Regions from separate parts of the Pan troglodytes genome. Here region 1 is linked to region 2. The links are chromatin contacts, called in public Hi-C maps. All regions are on one chromosome and are shown on one strand. Each heading gives the region's core, a stretch centred on a gene start, on an enhancer-like site or on the middle of the called end of the contact. The rest is flanking DNA. Distances are from core to core; before and after follow the strand shown. Region 1 has its middle 570 kb from the start of ZNF462. Region 2 holds the start of ZNF462 (zinc finger protein 462).

Evidence for each region. Hi-C and Micro-C count contacts between places; a contact is called where the count stands out from the background.
Region 1: a Hi-C map of stem cell-derived neural progenitor cells shows a contact between it and region 2, with 7 times the contacts expected there. The contact joins the enhancer-like site here to the promoter of ZNF462 in region 2. A contact is called at or near these places in 1 of 7 Hi-C or Micro-C datasets (stem cell-derived neural progenitor cells) and 1 of 1 datasets of contacts at active chromatin or transcription factors (stem cell-derived excitatory neurons).

Annotation. Positions count from the first base shown.
Region 1 is chr11:32,162,512-32,168,483 of NHGRI_mPanTro3-v2.0_pri, reverse strand. No RefSeq gene overlaps it. Among named protein-coding and RNA genes, the nearest start is that of ZNF462, 570 kb to the right of the region's middle. Within about 2 kb of position 3,528, at least 9 of the 24 cell types and tissues checked have an H3K27ac peak or open chromatin away from gene starts, as enhancers often do. A contact at or near this core is called in stem cell-derived neural progenitor cells, where this site is marked.
Region 2 is chr11:31,591,035-31,597,349 of NHGRI_mPanTro3-v2.0_pri, reverse strand. It overlaps ZNF462 (zinc finger protein 462), which reads left to right and starts at 4,698. Exons shown (of 13, transcript XM_016961387.4): 1 at 4,698-4,753. It overlaps LOC104007972, which reads right to left and starts at 5,060. Exons shown (of 1, transcript XM_054658935.2): 1 at 1-5,060. The coding sequence starts at 5,060. The coding sequence ends at 4,485.

The sequences.
Region 1 (5,972 bases), core at 2,279-4,778, 570 kb before region 2:
CCTTTTCAAGTTTCTTCCAAGCTTCTTGCCTTGGCATTTTCCCAAGCTGCTTCTTGAAGAACAGCAAGCTGGTATTTGGAGCATATGGCGATGGTCTGTTTGTGTGTTCATTAAATCAAGATACCAATGAAAAGAAAGCAGAAAGCTTTCTGTCCTTTAAATGAAATTGTCAACCCAGATATCTGCTGCCTCTCCCAAGTCCTGGCCTGAAATGCCTGGCAAGTGGGGCTGTGTTATAATGACAAATTAATTCATATCAGACTTTGATCATGGCCTGAAAAGTTTTCTGACATCAATTTTCAGTAGTTGCCTTTAGAAAATCAGAATACACTTAGGTGCCTCCAATTTTTAACAACAAAAGCAAAGACATCTTGCCCTATTTGGAGTGTCAACCTCTAACATGAGGATGAGAGGATAAATTTTAGGATTGTCGCAGCTATGTGGAAAAGGAAGGCGATGCTGGTGCATGGTCAAAACCCATCAGGAGGGGGCTCTCTTGCTGATGGGAGGCCTATGCACAAAGAGTGCTGTAGCTGCCTCTGTCTCCTTCATTTTCCCTTCTCTTTCCTTCTGCCATGTAACATGTCAAAAGCAAATGAAAATTGAGAGGATTCGGCTGAAAATAGAATTGAATTCTATTAGTCAGCCTAATAATGAAGGTGCATTTGGAAATACAGTGCAGTATAGCTAATGTTTACCACTTGACTACTCGTGCCCCAGGCTCAAAATGCATAATGATGCAAATTAAAACCCAGCAAATGGAGAAGCTGGAATCTCAAAGATAACCATACCTAACGCAGGGTATGACGGAACATCTGCTCTTTAATTAATCTTACGTAAAGACTGAAGCACTGCATAAGATGCACAGTGTTTATGACAACTGTTTTTTTTTTTTTGTGGTTAACATGCTCCTGGACTCCCTCATGTAATTGTTGCAGCTTTGTAACTCACACAAAGCCCAGCTGAATAACCCCCATCAGCCAGAAAGGAAAATATGTGCAGGAAGGGTACTGAGATGAGAATATGAAGATTTCAGAATATAAATCAGGCCAGTCCCCAGTTGCAATGTTCATTCCTTACTTGTGGGGTTGGACTGGGTGGTGGAAACTTAATCTGAGTATTTTATGTTTTAATATGGGAAATTAACTGTGTGTGTGTTTGCATACACATGTATAAAATATATTTATATATTATATTTTATACTTTATAAAGAGCTCAAAGAGCTTGAACATATAGTACAGTGATTAAAATTATAGGCTTTGGGGCCAGCCTGGTCTGTTAGAATATTGGTTCTTCTGTTTCCTAAATCTGAAATATTGAGTAAGTCACTTAACCTCCCTTTGCCTCAGTTTCCTCATCTGTGTAAAAGGCCTAATAATAATTCCATTACCATGTGCTAGGCCTAAATGTATTACTTCATTTACATGAATTAGCTTATCTAATTTTCCCAATAACCCTATCTCATAGTGAATAAGCTAATATGTGTGAAACTGTCAAAACTATGAGTGATACATTTTTAAGTATGCAGTATTAGCTATAATAATTATCATGACTTTATAAGTCATCTAAAAATGTATATTATTATTAAACACTGACTACTACTCTGTAAGAATGGGTCTGTTAGTTTCCCCCAACTTTATAGCTGTCAACCGAAGCTCAGAAAGATTAATTCAGGTTCCCAAATCTACTCATTTGGAGAGTGACAAAACAAGGATTCTAGCCCCAGATCATCTGACTTTAAATTTTGTGCTTTAAGCTTTTCTTCTGAAATTGGAGTGATGGGTAATTGTAGAAATTGAGGGGGTAAAAAAGAGGAGAGCCATTTGAAATCCATTGTAATAATGTGTCTGTTCAAATCAGTCCTACCAAATCAAGCATGCTCAGCTCTAAAGAAAATGGAGGTGATCTCAGATGTCAAAACACTTCCCTGTGAATATTACTATTTTGGACACTGGCCATTTTAAAAATTTCAATATTCATTTTTTTTCTCAACTGCTATTTCGTATTCCTGTGGTATTTATTCACCAAACATGATGTTAAGATTATGAAAACGATGAGGCGTCAAGGTCTTAATTTTGCTCTGACATGGAATCTATTCCTATTTCATATACAGGTTGGCTGTTATCTTCTAGCAGATGCTTTCAGGTTGATGCATATAAAATTCACACACTGTGTAGAATTAAGTAGAGGGGGAAAGGGGAATAGGAAAAAAGGATGAAGGGAGAAGTGAGATGCTTATTTTTTTTTGACACCAAAATGGAATCTTTCAGTGTAAGGATTTCAAAGCACTGACAACCATTCTCCCATTTGCTGGGTGAGCTTCCTTTTGTGGTATTATTTCCCCATGGATATTGAGAGTCTTTCTGAGATGAGCACAAGAAGCTAATCACAAACAAACAAAGAGAAGATTGGTAATGCTGATTCCCAACCACCTTGTTCCTTCCACTGGAGGGGGCTCTCTCAACCCCTTCTCTGAGGATGTGAAAACAAACCAGATGGGTGTGCTATCTCCATCTTTTGGCCTTTAGCAGAGTCTCTGGAACAAAGCAGGGCAGCAGGGCTTCTTGAAGACTTGCTTGGAGAGAGAGAGAGAGGCTGGATGGAATCTTGAATAAAAATGATAGGTTATGCTTTAAGCTGAATAAAAATAAGCCATCTGAAGAATATATAGAAGTGGCATGCATGCTGCCTCTGGAAAGATTCATTTTTATTTGTCTATCTATGTATAAAGGAGGAAGATAGATAAATGGAAAGGGAAGTGCCGTTTCTGTAATGTTCACTCTGGTGAAGGGTTTGCAAACAGTATAAAAATAGTGGCTCTTCCAAAATGACGGCTTTACTTGAAGTTTATCCACCTCTCTCCCCCTTGCTCATACCCCTCACCAAAAAAAAAAAAAAAAAAAAAAAAAAAAAAAAAATTCAAAGCTAGCATAGTCACTGTGGGGAAAAGACAGCGATCTTTTGTATGTTGTTATAATTAACCAGGCCCATTTCATCATCAGATTATAGAATGGGATGCAGTGTTAAAAAAAGAACTAAAGGAAGAAACCAGGAGAAGTGGCCATTTTAATTGCATGTTTATTCTCTCTTCGCTTTCCCAAATTGGTTTCGTTTCCTCTGAGTGGGGTTAGTGCCAGGGTATTCACATGAGCAGGGGCCAGGGTGGATTCCAACATTTACCAGCATTTGAATTACCTCCGGACGGTTTGGCGGCCTCTAAATTTATACCCTTGAAGGCACAGCAACAAGCCTTCATCTCCTATGGAAGAGACTTGAAAGCATGCCAGAACAGGACCTTGCCTTCCCTTCTTAGAGTCCTGGCACGTAGAATCACACAAGAAAACAAAAGGCATTTGTGAGGAGCCGTCCAGGAAGAAAGATTAACAATATAAACCGAGGGGGGAAAGAGAAAGAAAAGAAAAAGCCCTTTAAAATGGTTTTGTGCTTATTTTAATAGAACTTGCACAGTCCCTGAATATCCTCTAATCAAAACCAAATGCTTGTTGCTGTACAGCACTCTTTCTTTGTTCACCGGCAATGCCCACTCTGCTTTGCTTGGGGGGTGGGGCCGGGGCTGGCTGGCTTATCTTTCCACCAGGAATAAACAATGTTGTCCTCAAGGTTAGGGCATGTGGCTGATTCAGAAACCCTAGGGAAAACACCCATTGGCAGCTGGACCTTGTTCTTCAGTCACCCCAAATGCCTGATGAAAAACTTGAAGATTTTTTATGCCTTTTGATCCTGAAATTTGTCGAGAAACAGGAATAGAAAAAGGAGCTACTTCTTCCCAGCACCCCCATCTCTGTCTCTCCTTCGCTCTGTCAGTCCATCTGTGCATCTCTATCTGGGTGCTTTCGTCTTTCTTTCTCCACTCCTTTCCCCTCGCATCCTTTCTCTGGCTACCTCTGTCTCCCTGTCGGTCTTTGGTTCACTACAAAAAATCGGTCAGCGTCCGACTTGATTGGTTAATGTTGTCTGACCTTGACTTTATGTGGGTTGGAAGGATTTCAGCTTTGGTTTTTATCAGGATTAGCTTTTTATCTGCACAGAAGTACCTAAGCAAGTAACTCATCTCCTCATCTTTCACCTTAGACTTGCTGCTTTCTCCTCCAATTTCTCAAACAACGTGCAGAAAATAAACGGAGTGATTGTGATGGTTACAGCAATAGGACTTTTACTACAGGGCAGAAGGGATGAAGCCACAATCTAGTCCCGGGCTCAGGAGCCATGTCTTTGGTTTATACCGGGTGATGTTATTAAGGGAGTTGGCAGCGTGTTTTGTTTTTAACGCCAGATAATTCTTTTCAAATGCTTACGGGGTGTCCAAGCATCCTGAAAGTGGGGAATGGGAAAGAAGAAACCCAAATACACAGGATCTGTACCTTTTCATGTCGCCCCAGCTCCTTGCAGCACAAATTGACTTTGTAAGATTGGCTCTGAAAATGAATACCCAGGACATCACTCTGTGTTACTTTCCTGTGAAATTACTTTTCTGAATGAAAATATTGAATTCCTTTGAAAGCAAGTAGTATAATATCTCTGGAAATGAAAATCCTGTGGAAATCACAAAGGAAAGAAGGCTGAAGGATATGAAAGCTTTATATCTCTAAATGTTAGTGAGGCCCTGGATTTTTTTTTTTTTTCCTTGACAGCAATCATAACTGCTCTTTCTGATGTTGATACACTGGGTGCTGGGATCTCCTAGATGCTTCTATTACAGATTTATGTTTTATCTACCATAAACAGCCAATGTCATTATCTTAATTTACTACAGCATTTGTATACAGTCAGTGCTTTTTGTAGTCTACTTGCTTAGCAAGTCTGACCTGCGGAATTTTCCTTGTCTCAAGGGGAACGTATTGACTTACCGCCAGGTGTCTAACCATCACAGACAGCGCCGCTGCTGAACTGACAGATGAACTGGGCAGACTCTTCTGAGGAGGCAGTGGCATGGAAGACAGTCTCCTCATACTGCGTCAGCTACCTGGTTGCTCACCATTGTCCCTCAGATCATCTTGAGAGGGACAACCTCCACCCTTCTTGTTACGTTGACAGGTTCACCAACTATAGAGGGAACTTCCTGCAAATAAAAGTACTCTCTATAAAAATATGTTTCCCTTTCTATCTTCTCACTCACATAAGTTCCTCTAGGCTCCATGAGTTGATGGGCCTTACATTACATTTGGTGCCATTTATTCTTCTCTTTGTTTGTTTTGAGACGTAGCCTCACTCCGTTGCCCAGGCTGGAGTAAAATGGCACGATCTTGGCTCACTGCAACCTCAGCCTCCTGGGTTCAAGTGATTCTCTTGCCTCAGCCTTTTGTTTGTTTTTTCTTAAAGAGCAAGGTGTCCATTGTCAACTGAATAAATTATAAAATGCCTCTTTCAACTTCTCCTCAGATCAGCAAAAAAACAGGCAAGAAAGAGAAGAACTAACATGAAGGGGAGGATATGGAAATCCAAGGCAACATGATTCCCAGGGAGTGTTACCTTTCTGTAAAGGAGATGGAGCCCTCTGTCCAGATGGAATGTCAGGACTGCTTGACAGCTGAGAGAGGCTGTGGATTAGATGGCTGTGGCACTGTCAGCCATGTTTGAGGAGTGTGGAGAGCCATGGCTGGCAGGTGGCCGAGCCAATAGCTTGACTTCCAAAAGCTTTACAACACTTGAAGAAGCTTTTGATTCTTACATAGGTCAATAAAAAAAGAAAATGTTTGAGCAATTAAAAAAGATATGGTGATCTTTGAGGGTTAGCTCACCATCCTTAACAAATTAAGACCTATCACCTTCATTTCATCTTGTGAATAGAATCTTTGCCATTTATGAAATCCTATAGTTACAAGAGTAGTATATGTGAGCTAGGTGAAATCTATTTCTTACCTAGTAGCATGTTTCAGCTTTGTAAAATCTCAAAGATGAAAATAGGGCTTGACAGTTTTCTATTTGGTGGATGTATAATGGTTAGTACCCAA
Region 2 (6,315 bases), core at 3,449-5,948:
TATCTGGAAAGAATAAAACTTTTCATAGTTCCAGTCTCACCAGTAGAGAATTATAGGGTCTATTTTTTCATATTCTCAGCAACTGAGAATTATATATGCTCTTAACAACTGGGAAATGACACACACTCACAAACATTCAGTATGTGGTCATCCCTTGGTATCCAAAGGATATCAGTTCCAGGACCCCCATGGATGCTCAAGTCTCTTATACACTATGGCATAATATTTGCATATAATCTACATACCTTTTCTGATATACTTTAAATCATCTCTAGATTACTTATAATAGTTAATACAATGTAAATGCTATGTTGAACTTTTTTCATATTGGCCATTAGTAATTTTCTTTTGCTAATATTTGGTAATATTTTTCAACTGTAGTGGAATGACAGATTTCAAAATGTAACAGTAAGAATTAAGAGACCTGGATTTTAGTCTTTATACCATTAGCATTGGAAGACCTTAGGTTAAATCATTCAATCTCTTTGGTCCTAAATTTTCTTTTCTATATAAAATATATTTAAAATGCCCACTCAAACCTTCTTCCTGTGTTATCTGTGAAGGGAAAAATATCTGTGTGAAAAGGTTATTGTACCACTATTTCATTAGCAGTATTAATATGTTCCTTGAGACACATTTACAATTACCAGTCTTATACAAAGTAGGTTTTATCATTTAACTTTAAAATGCTTTTAAATACTTAAAAAGATAATTGATAATTCAGTCCAAACAAAGCAGTTGACTCCATAGCATATATATATATAAACATCATTATATAGCTATATAACTTACATAGCTTATCTATACCTTCTAAATTTTCCAAATTTTTTCTAATCAGAAGTCAACTTGCTGTTCACATGCTGGTATATTTTCATTCAAGGTGATTTTGGGGGTATACAATTTGAAAAAAGTAATTCATGATCATAATTTTGTATCCAGGTCTTTTACCTAATATTGGACCATTTTTCTATTTAATTGCAAATTCTCAAACAATTAAAGCTACTTAATGTGTCATAATGGGAATAGATTATTATCTACCTAACTAGTCCTCTTATCTTAATCACTTATTTTTGATTACTTACTTTATCATTTCTTATATATATATATATATATTTTTTTTCATTTCTGTTAAGGTAGATTCTAAGCATAGGAATTAAGGGCACTAAAGTGTGAACATTTAAAGACTTTAAATGTATATTGTTAAATTGCTCTAAAAAAGATTCATGCTAATTTTTATTTCCTATTAAGAATATACAAAGGAATGACTTAATTTGGAGATATACTAACCACTACTATGCCACATAATTTTTTCTGTAAAATTTTTTAAATTATAAAAGTGATTCATGTTTGTACACACACACACAAACACAAATTGTAACAACACTTTCCTCCCCATCTTTCTCACTCCTTACCATTAGCATACAGTTTAGCAAGTATACGATCAGACATTTTTTACTCCAAAAATCTTTCTTTCAATTTTGATAACAGTGTATGTATTTTGATATGCATTGAAAATGTATAAATAGCCCATCAGAGCTGTGATTTGTGAATATTATTGCTTATGATGAAGTTAAAAAATTTTTAAAGTTGACCTTAAAAATGTATATTAATTAAATAACAGGACCAAGTTACGTGAAAATATATCCCCCCAAAAAAAGAAAAAGAATAAGAAGAAATCTTGAATATGATATGAGAATGATAACTTTGGAGAAACTACCATTGAAGTGTAGACTATAGGGCTGACTGCTCCTTACCAGCTCTGCGTTCCTGAATAAATCACTTCCTTTCTCTAAGCTTCAGATAGAGAACAAATAGTAAGAACCTGGAAATGCTGGTCTTTCTGCTGGAAGTGATGCTTCAACAAATGGGCAATCTTTCACTTGAGTCTTGTCTTCAGAATTTGGTTAATCTAACCCTAGTTGATCTAAGGTTGTTATTTTGCACTTTTAAAAAGATTGGCTAGGCGAGGTGCCTCAGGCCTGTAATCCTAGCACTTTGGGAGGCTGACGTGGGCGGATCACTTGAGGTTGGGAGTTTGGGACTAGCCTGGCCAACATAGTGAAACCCCGTCTCTACTAAAAATACAAAAACTAGCTGGGTGTGGTGGTGCATGTCTGTAGTCCCAGCTACTTGGGAGGCTGAGGCAGGAGAATCCTTGAACCCGGGAGGTAGAGGTTACAGTCAGCCAAGATAGCACCACTGCACTCCAGCTGGGGCGACAGAGCAAGACTCCATCTAAAATAAAATAAAATAAAATAAAATATCTCTTTGAGGGAGAATTTCATGTTAAATTATGAGTTAAGCCAACACATTGGCTTTACAACGAACTCCAAAAATTTTATTTTGACAAAATATTACTCCTTAATAGCTTCATTGTGAGAACAGAAATATTCAAATTAATTATAGTTTCATCATAGGCCAAATCCTGGTATTGCTTTTGAGTAAAAAATCTGAAGTTTTATATCCAAGTAATGTTATATAGAAGCTAGTGGTTGATCATGCATCAAAAATTTGACTCATTTCAGTTATTCATCTTCGTATCCCTAGTACTCAGTTCTGAGATGGCATAATACAGATGCTAAACAAATACTCAATGATTGAATGAAATTACACATTACATATTACAATAACTAGTTTGATAGAACTGTAAATTTAACTACTACCTATGGAAGAAAGACTTTCTTTTGAATTTTAGAATATCACTATTGAAACATCTTTGGTATCCAAAGGCATATATACAAAGATTCATATGGAGTAAGTTTAATATAAGTTATTGCAGTGTCTCTTCCTTTGAAAGCTGTTCAGAATCATGAATCATCCACCTTTGTCTTCTGTTAGTCACTTTTCCCTAGGCATGGACACTAGTTACCTAGTTATATATGTTTAAATATGGGTTTATGACAACATATTGATTTTTCTGTAAGAAATTAGAAAGAAGGTGTGCTAGTGACTTCACTTTTTTGATATTTGGAAGGTCCATAATTATCCAATTTGAAGTTTTAAGAAAAACTTTTTGAAGACTGAGTAATTTCCAACGAGTAAAGATCACAAGAATTCAAAATAGATAACTCATTGAAAAATCACAAGCAAACTCAACTAGTAAAAAGACTACATTGCATTGCATAGAAAGGAAGTTTCACATAGGCAGGGAAATACCACAAAGAGATGTGTAAAATGTGGTTAAAAAGCCATATTGTATTCACCTACTCTTTCTTTTGCTAAAATCATCAACTTGAATAGTTTTCCAGCTGGAATTTAGAAAACGGGGCTATCAACTGGATTTTTTTTTTTTTTGGATAGCTTTCAGGAAGCAGGAAGACTTTTCTCTTTTTAAATGATAGAACATAAATACTGAAACAATGACATTAGAACATCTATCCATTCTTGTTTCGGTGGAAATTCTATCTAATTCAGCTTCTGGACCGACTGTTCGTTTTTCCATGATCTCTTCCTGCAGGTTTGCTAGAAGTCCCTTTCCCCCCATAAACACCTTCCTTTGGGAGATTTGGGTGCCTTCCTTTTTTAAGGTTTTAAAAACTAAAATGATTTATAGACTATCCGTATCCTGTTAAGAGTTGGGCAAGTGAATGGATCATATTTGCGTGGGTCACTCTGATTATAGGACTTCACTGTTTCTTGAACTAAAAGTACAAGATTTATTATTCTATTAATGCTCATAAAGTCACTCTTTTGATGAGCCATAACTTCTCTTTATGAGGAGTGTGTATGCCAGTCACCTATGATAAGGGAGAAGAAAGTCCAGACTTCTAACATATTCACTCACATTCCCTGCAACATTAACAGTCTTGAAACCCTATATGACTCCAGGGGATAATGCCACAGGATAAAGTAACAAAAGGTAAATTTCAAGGAGTCAGGATGTCCCCGTGAGACTTCCCTCACAACGTTGGCTGTGTAGGAAACCAAATTTTTTGTATTTTAATTAACAAATTTAAACATTAACCCTCCTAATGGAGAAAATAACCCACCAACTAGCCTGGTATTATCTTTGTGACTATTCTTAGGGAACGAAATAGCAGGAGGTGTGAACTTTCTCCTGTTTATCTTAATGGTCTGCTAATGGCAAAGCATAATTAGTTACTTAAATGCCACGTTTACTAAGGTTTTTACGAAAATCTTCAGCCACGGCGCTTTCCTTGACTGACCCAGCTTCTATTTATACAGTTTTATCATTTGAAAAATTGTCCCAAATAAAAACAAGAAAAAAAAAAGCCCATTCCCCTTATGTTTAACCTCTTTCAATTATTTTCATTGGAGAGTTAAAGCGTTTGTGACTTCTAAAAAGTCGAAAAGATTACGTGTATGGCATCATTAATTGAATTTGTATCGTCCCCACATTCAAGAAGCAAGAGAGTTTTGCGATAGTTCGCTTCACAGCTTCAGGAAGTCAATTTGCTTCTAAACCAGAAGACCGAGTGTGTCTTCTCAAGACCATCGTGTGGTGCCGTATTTGGGATGGAAACTTAACCATTGTACCTTTCCCCCATGCACCCACACCAGAAGCCTGAAAGCCACCATCTCCCCGTCGGTCTCTGGATCTCCTCGCTGCCTTTGTCCCTTCTAGACGTGGAGGCTTGGAGAGGAGGTTTGGTTTCCAAGGATTGGAGCGCTGTGAAGGGCGGGGCTACTCCAAGTCCATCTCCCCTTTTTGTCCTCTTCTCCCGGGACGGGAGGGTGGAGCCAGGTCCCCCCGCGGCCGGTTCGGGAGCTTTCTCTATCTCGGTCGCTCGAGGTGAGTGTGAAAGGGCGGCAGCCCGTTTAATTGCAGCGCAGGTTAATTTCTTGAGTTCACCGCAGTCGGTCCGCCAGCCGCTTCCCCGGTCTTTGCCAAGTGGGTTTACGAGGTCTGAGGCGTGTTGCGGCGCGCTCACGTTCTCGCAAAAGGCTCCTCCCCAGGGCTCAATTCCCCGACTGCGGGAAGCCCTTTGGTGCCCCAGGAGCCTTGGAAACCCAAGGTTTCCTCTGACCTCGTCGCTCCTTTCTCCCTCCCCACCGCCTGGTTCCCTACGTCCCTGCCCCCAGGGAAGGACGGCCCCCATCTTAGGACTTACGACCCAAGCCAACCCAGAGGGTACCTTCACGTCGATGAAGATTTTATCGCAGCCTCCAAAACCCAGCAGTAATAGGAGCTTTCAACCTGAAATACGATTGTTATTTTCCCGGTGCAGAGCTTGACAGAAAAAGTCAGCTTTTTATTAAAGACAAAGAGGTAAATTATCAGCCGGGACAGTGGAGGGACGGCGGAGACCTGGCGCGCTTCCTCCGGTTGCCACGAGGAATTTATGGGGTGGCGGCGGCCAGCGCTCAGACACCCCCCGGGTCCCGGTGGGGAGGAGCTCGGGGCAGGAGGACTTCCCTAGGTCCCTCCGGGCACTCGGAAGGGGGAGTCCTCCCAAAGCCGCACAAAGCCGGGATCATTTCAATCCCGAACAGCCTCAGCGTCCTCCTCCTCTCTCCTTTCTTCTTTCTCTTCTCGGTGACTCCCGTTCCCCTTTCGCCTCTGTCCTTTCTGCGCCTTGTTCTCGTCTCCTTACTTCTCTTCCCTCTCCTCGCCTTTCCTCTCCCTCCCCCTCCTTTCTTCTCCACCGCACGCGTAGAGTGTCATTTATTTATTTATTTATCACCCCCGCCATCAACACCCTTTTAGGGATCCCGAGCTTTTCAATGTGAGTGGGAGGAGAAAAGGGCAGGAAGTGTTGACTGGAAGTGGGTGAAATCGTGCCTCGGGGTGAGAGATTCTGCTCAGGAATATAGGGTCGGGAAAATCTTGGAAAATGAGGATTTAGATCTGTTTATGAAGCCCCGCTATCGGATGGGAACCAACTCCGCGCGCGTCTCCTCCTCTTCCTTTATTGTATGGATTTATAGGTATATATCTTCTCGGACTGTTGCTTGGGGGGAGGGAGGAGAAAGGGCGAGTATTTAAAGAGGACAGACTTGCCCAGGATCCTTAACACCGCGCCTTCACCGGATGCGCGCTCCTCAATGCAAAGGAATCCAGCAACATCCCCAATTCAGACGCGGACAAAAGAAACTTTAATTAAGGTCTCTGCCCCGCGCGCTGCGCGTTTCTCCTGAGGCTGTTGATGTCCAACTCCAAGATCCGAGAAATAGAAATGGTACAATCAGCCCATGCCCTTGAACTTCAATTGCTCCTCACTTGCTGCATTGATTTTTTTGATACTGTAGAACCCCCACCCCCAACCCCCACCGCTCCCAGTCCAATTAAAACCGTAGGAGACTTTCGACCTGGTGGTGGAGGGGGGGAACCACTCCTTTGCAAAAGAGATAGTT